2 separate regions of the Callithrix jacchus genome follow, and region 1 is linked to region 2. Evidence: chromatin contacts called from public Hi-C data. All regions are on one chromosome and are shown on one strand. Each heading gives the region's core, a stretch centred on a gene start, on an enhancer-like site or on the middle of the called end of the contact. The rest is flanking DNA. Distances are from core to core; before and after follow the strand shown. Region 1 holds the start of CHRNA3 (cholinergic receptor nicotinic alpha 3 subunit). Region 2 holds the start of SKIC8 (SKI8 subunit of superkiller complex).

The links. Hi-C and Micro-C count contacts between places; a contact is called where the count stands out from the background.
Region 1: a contact with region 2 is called in a Hi-C map of induced pluripotent stem cells, with 2.2 times the contacts expected there. The contact joins the promoter of CHRNA3 here to the promoter of SKIC8 in region 2. A contact is called at or near these places in 2 of 3 Hi-C or Micro-C datasets (induced pluripotent stem cells and skeletal muscle).

The regions. Positions count from the first base shown.
Region 1 is chr8:25,994,534-25,997,233 of calJac240_pri, reverse strand. CHRNA3 (cholinergic receptor nicotinic alpha 3 subunit) reads left to right here and starts at 1,348. Exons shown (of 6, transcript XM_017966215.4): 1 at 1,348-1,624. The coding sequence starts at 1,474.
Region 2 is chr8:25,648,521-25,651,220 of calJac240_pri, reverse strand. SKIC8 (SKI8 subunit of superkiller complex) reads left to right here and starts at 1,302. Exons shown (of 11, transcript XM_078334017.1): 1 at 1,302-1,956.

The DNA.
Region 1 (2,700 bases), core at 99-2,598, 350 kb before region 2:
GAGTTTTGAAGGTTCCTTATACATTTTGGATACAAGCCCTTTGTTGGATATATGACTTACAATATTGTCCCAATGAGGGACATTTGCCAGGAGATGAGAATGCTCTAATTGGGAGCCTGAGAAGTGGGTGCCAATTCTTACAAACATTTTCCATTCCACACACTGTCTCTTTTTGTTTGGTTTTAATATGGGTAGGCAGCACATTCTGGAAACAATAAAGGCAACTCACAATTTGCTGAATGCCAGGCAGAGAGTTTACAACAGAACTTCCCCCTGTGATAAAGGGATGTCAAAGAAGCCAGCATCAAGCTGCCCCCCATCCCTGGTGGGTGGTCAGTGAGGGCAGGAGGCTCCCAGGCCCCCTGCCTGGCCAATCAGTGCACATTCCTGGGGTTGCAGATGGTGATGGGGAAGGGGACAGAGGGATTCCGCAGGGGACTAGGGTGAGAACCCCAGTGCCCTCTCAGATTGCTCTATCAGAAGAGCAAATGAGGCATACAAAGTGCCTCACATCTGAAATCCCAGCACTTTGGGAGGCCAGGGCAGGAGAACTGCTAAGCCCAGGAGTTCCAGACCAGTCTGGGCAACATAGGTAGATGTCCCTCTCCACAAAATTAAAAATTAACTAGACGCCGTGGCGCCTGCCTGTAGTACCAGCTGCCCCAGAGGCTGAGGTGGGAGGATCACTTGAGCCAGGCACGTGGAGGCTACAGTGAGCCGAGATGGAGCCACCGCACTGTAGCCCTGGCGACAGGGTGAGACTTTGTCTCAGAAAAAGAAGAAAAAGAGCAAATGAAGCCTCATTTTAAATTCTGTCTTCTTTATCTTTCTTTAACTTTTCATTAAGCAGCAATTCAAACAAATTCTAAAGGAAAGAGAACAGTATACCCAACCTCTAGGTACCATCATCCTGCCTCGACAATGAGCAACTCGCGGCCAGTATTGTTTCAGCTGAGTTCTACCCGTCCCTAAACTATAAGGACTTAAAAAACTACCAGTACGACATCTAAAATATTTAACAGTTACTTAACAGCATGAAATGCGTGAGGGCCTCCTTCCCAGAGTGTGTTAGCGCCTCTCCTACAGCGCCTGGCCCGGTGGTCCCAACCCCCGGCGGCAGCTGCACACGCCCCGGAAGCCAGGGACAGAGAGGCTGGGTCCCTCTTTTTTCCTCGAGGTGGTGACAGCACCTCGGATCTGGTCGGGCGCGGCCGTCCGGGGCGCCCCGCCCCGCGCAGAGGGAGCCCGCCTGGCGCTGGGGACTCGGGCCGGGAGCCCCTTCCCAAGAGCGCGCACGCCCCGCCCGCCCCACCCCACCAACTCCCGCGCCCGCGCTCAGCGCTGCTTGACTCCGGTGGTTCTTGTCCTCCCGCGGGTCCGAGGGCGCCGGAAACCCAGCGGCAGCGAAGCGGAGAGGAGTCCCGCACGTCCCGGCTCGCACGGCTCCGGGTCCGGGGTCTGCGCTGGAGCCGCATGGGGAGAGGCCGTCTCTGCGCCCGCCGCGCCCGCTCCGACTGTCCGAGTCCGCGGCCAGCCGGGCCACCAGCCATGGGCTTCCGCCCGCTCTCGCCGCCCCGGGCGCTGTCGTCGCCGCGGCTGCTGCTGCTGCTGTCTTTGCTGCCAGGTAAGCGCACCGGCGTCAGGGCTCCGGAGGGACGCGGGAGTGGGCGCGGGGTCTCAGGCGCTGCCGGTGAGAGCACCGCGCCGGCGAGCGGAGAGGGCGGGCGCGGTCCCGGGGACTCGGAACCCGCGCAGACCCGCTCCCGCGCGGCGGCGACTTGGGTGGGGTAGCTTTTTCCCTTTCGGCTTACTCCCCACCCCTAGCCACCAGCAAACCTGGGAGTCACTTGGCGGGCGCTGGTAGGCGCGGGGTGATGCGGCGGTCGGGACCGGGTCCTTTGTCTTGGGCACAGGAACTGGGGGTTCGCGTCCCCGCGCTGACGGTCGCCCGGCCCCGCGCACTGACTCCCGAACTGTCGCGCCCACGCCTGGCGCTCCACCGTCTGCATCCAGCCCACCTCCTCATTTGACTGACAGAGGGAAAACTGTAGCCGGAGAAGGCTAAAGACTTCGCCAAGGCCACCTGGGGGAGAGGGGAGTCGCCTCGGGACTGGGGCTGGAGCCGGCGCGCCAGCCTCTCCTCCTGTCCTCGTCGCCCCGCGCCCCAGGCTGCGTCGCTGTGTGACCCTCCACCCGGACAGCGCCTCCCGGCTTCCTCCCGCTCTCCAGACCAGCCTGCTGGGGGAAGCGGGCCCTGGCCCGCCGCTGGGAGGCTCTTGAGTGCCTGGGAGGGCTGGTGGATAGCGAGGGTCCGGGACCAGGCAGGGCTGCAGGGAGTTCCTGGCGGGCCGGGCCGGCGGTCTGCTGTGCGGCTGTGCGCCCAGAGCGCTTTCTGCCCTCGGTGCCGAGGCCTCCACTATTCAGAACGCCACACGTTCTCAACCGAGCTCCTGCCTGGGACCCTCCTTTCACTCTGGGGAAGAGGAGGGGGAGAACAGGCAAAAATCCAACTTCAAGACCTGAGGAAGTTGGATTCAGCTTCCCAGAGGGTTCTCCTCCTGCCTCCCCAAGCTGCCGCCAGATCTGTACGTGGGAATTGGAAGACAGTTGACTCCGTATGCCTCACCTGTGCTGGGGTGTGGCTTAGAAACAAAGAGGGTGCCCAAGGGTTGCTGAGAGGTCAAAGTCATTGATCGGGAT
Region 2 (2,700 bases), core at 53-2,552:
CCTGGGCTCAACTCAAGTGATCCTCACCTCTGCGTCCTGAGTAGCTGGGTCTACACATGCACACCACCGCGTCTATAACTTTAAATTTTTTTGTAGAGATTGGGTCTCACTATGTTGCCCAGACTGGTCTTGAAATCCTGGCCTGAAGCAATCCTCCCACCTTAGCCTCCCACAGTGCTGGGATTACAGGAGTGAGCCACCTCGCCTGAGCTGCAAGGGCAGCCTCTTCATAATGGGGCATGGGCCTCTTCCCATCTCTTTTTTGTTGTTGTTCGAGGTGGAGTCTTGCTCTCTTGCCCAGGCTGGAGTGCAATGGCATGATCTAGGCTCACTGCAACTTCTGCCTCCTGGGTTCAAGCAATACTCCTGCCTCAGCCTTCCGAGTCACTAGGATTACAAGCAGGTACTACCATGCCCGGCTAATTTCGTTTATGTTTTACTAGAGACGAAGTTTCACCATGTTGGCCAGACTAGTTTCAAACTCCTGACCTCAAGTGTTCCACCCATCTTCCACTCCCAAAGTGCTAGGATTACAGGCGTGAGCCACCCTGGAGTGCTGTGGTGTGATCACAGCTCAATGTAGCCTCAATCTCCAGGGCTCAAGCGATCCTCCTGCCTCAGCCTCCCAAGTAACGGGAACTGCAGGTACATGCTAATTGTTTTAATTTTTGTAGACACTAAGTCTTGCTATGACGCCTAAGCTGGTCTGAAAATCTTGAGCTCAAGCGATCCTCTCACCTGGGCTCCCAAAGTGCTGGGATTACAGGTTTGAGCCACCCCGCCCGGCTCTCAAAAAAAAAAAATGTCAGTGACAACTTATTAAACTGATATCTGTCACGCTAATGGGTCATGACTAGCAGTTTGAAAGGCAACGCTCGATTTCACTTAATTTATTTTAGCAACAGAAGTCATTACCTTTAGTCCAATCTCAAAAGTACAAAATGAAACAGAAGTCATTACCTTTAGTCCAATCTCAAAAGTACAAGCCTATAATCCCAGCACTTTGGGAGCCCAGGTGAGAGGATCGCTTGACCTCAAGATTTCCAGACCAGCTTAGGCGTCATAGCAAGCACCTAACTCTGCATTTGTCAAAAGCTAAACGTCTGCGCTTCCGGGAGCGTTAGGTGACCACGCCTCTGGAAGCAGGGCGTGGCTTCCTCCCTCCTCTCTCCGCCCACCCTCCTCCGTGTCTGCCCTGCGCCCCGCCTAGGGACGGCGGAGGGCGCTGAGACACGCTCCACGCCTTGAGGGCGGGGCCGGCGCTATGCCCCGCCCCCTCCATGAGCTCATCTTTGCGCGTCGGAGTCGCGCGGAGCCCGGCTTCCGACGTGCATCTTGGCAGTGCAGTGGTGAGTTAGAGCCCGCGGCGGTTGGGGATGGTGGCCGTTAGGGCCGCTGACGGCCCGGGCCAGAGGATGGGTGAGCAAGGTTAGGTCTGAGGCTGCCTGTAAGCAGGTCTTTTCAGGGACGCTCCAGGCCCTGGGACCCTAGGGTGGCTTCCATGATCCCATTTGCCCTGGCTGCCCCTCTGTACGGGGCCTGAGCAGAGAGGGGGAGGCCCGTAGGTGGCCTCCTTTTGCGTCCTGAGAATGTTCTGGACAGCACCGAACTTAGGGCTGCTGTCTCTGCGGAGGAGATCATTTATCCGTGGGTGGGAGGACTGTTGGAGTCGAAGTTTCCCAGTGGTGGGCCACGCTGTCTTCTTAGGTAGCGTGCTCGACAGGTACATACAGAGGCTGGGTTCGCTTTAATCCAAGTACCCTGCAATACTGTGGGCTGTTGACTTGCCCGAGTAGTTTCATAGAGGCATCTGCAGTGTTCCTTGGAAACACTGAGCCAGTGATTAATTCTGTCTGGGAAAACTAGGGAAAAGTGTACCAGAGAGAGAAGATGGCAAGAGAGGGCTGAGGTCTAAAGTCTCTTAGTTCTGACCTTCATAAGACCCTGAAGTAAGAGGTAGTGTATCTTGGTTGCCTATACTATAGCTTGTATCCATTCTTATTAGAAAAGTGGAACTGATCATAAGAAAATAGTAGTTCCCCTATCTGAGGGGTGTACATTCCAAGACCCCCAGTGGATGTCTGAAGTCGCGGATAGTACAGAACCCTATATATACAGAAGGACCCTGACTGACTTACCGTGGTTTGACTTAGAATTTTTCAGCTTTACATAGCTTTATTGGGAAGTACCCCCATTGTAAGTTGAGGAGCATCTATACTATGTTTTTTCTTTCTTTCTTTCTTTTTTATTATACTTTAAGTTCTGGGGTACACATGCAGATTGTGCAGGATTGTTACATAGGTATGCATATGCCATGGTTGCTCGCTGCATCCATCCTCTGGTCACTACATTAGGCATTTCTCCTAACGTTATCCCTCCGCAATCGCCCCACCCCCTGCTATCCCTCCCCTAGATCCCCCACCCTGCAACAGGCCTCAGTTTGTGATATTCCCCTCCCTGTGTCCATGTGTTCAAATTGTTCAACACCCACTTATGAGTGAGACCATGCGGTGATTGGTTTTCTGTTCTTGTGTCAGTTTGCTGAGAATGATGGTTTCCAGCTTCATCCATGTCCCTGCAAAGGACACGAACTCATGGTTTTTTTTATGGCTGCATAGTATTCCATGGTGTATATGTGCCACATTTTCTTTATCCAGTCTGTCATTGATGGGCATTTGGGTTGGTTCCAGGTCTTTGCTA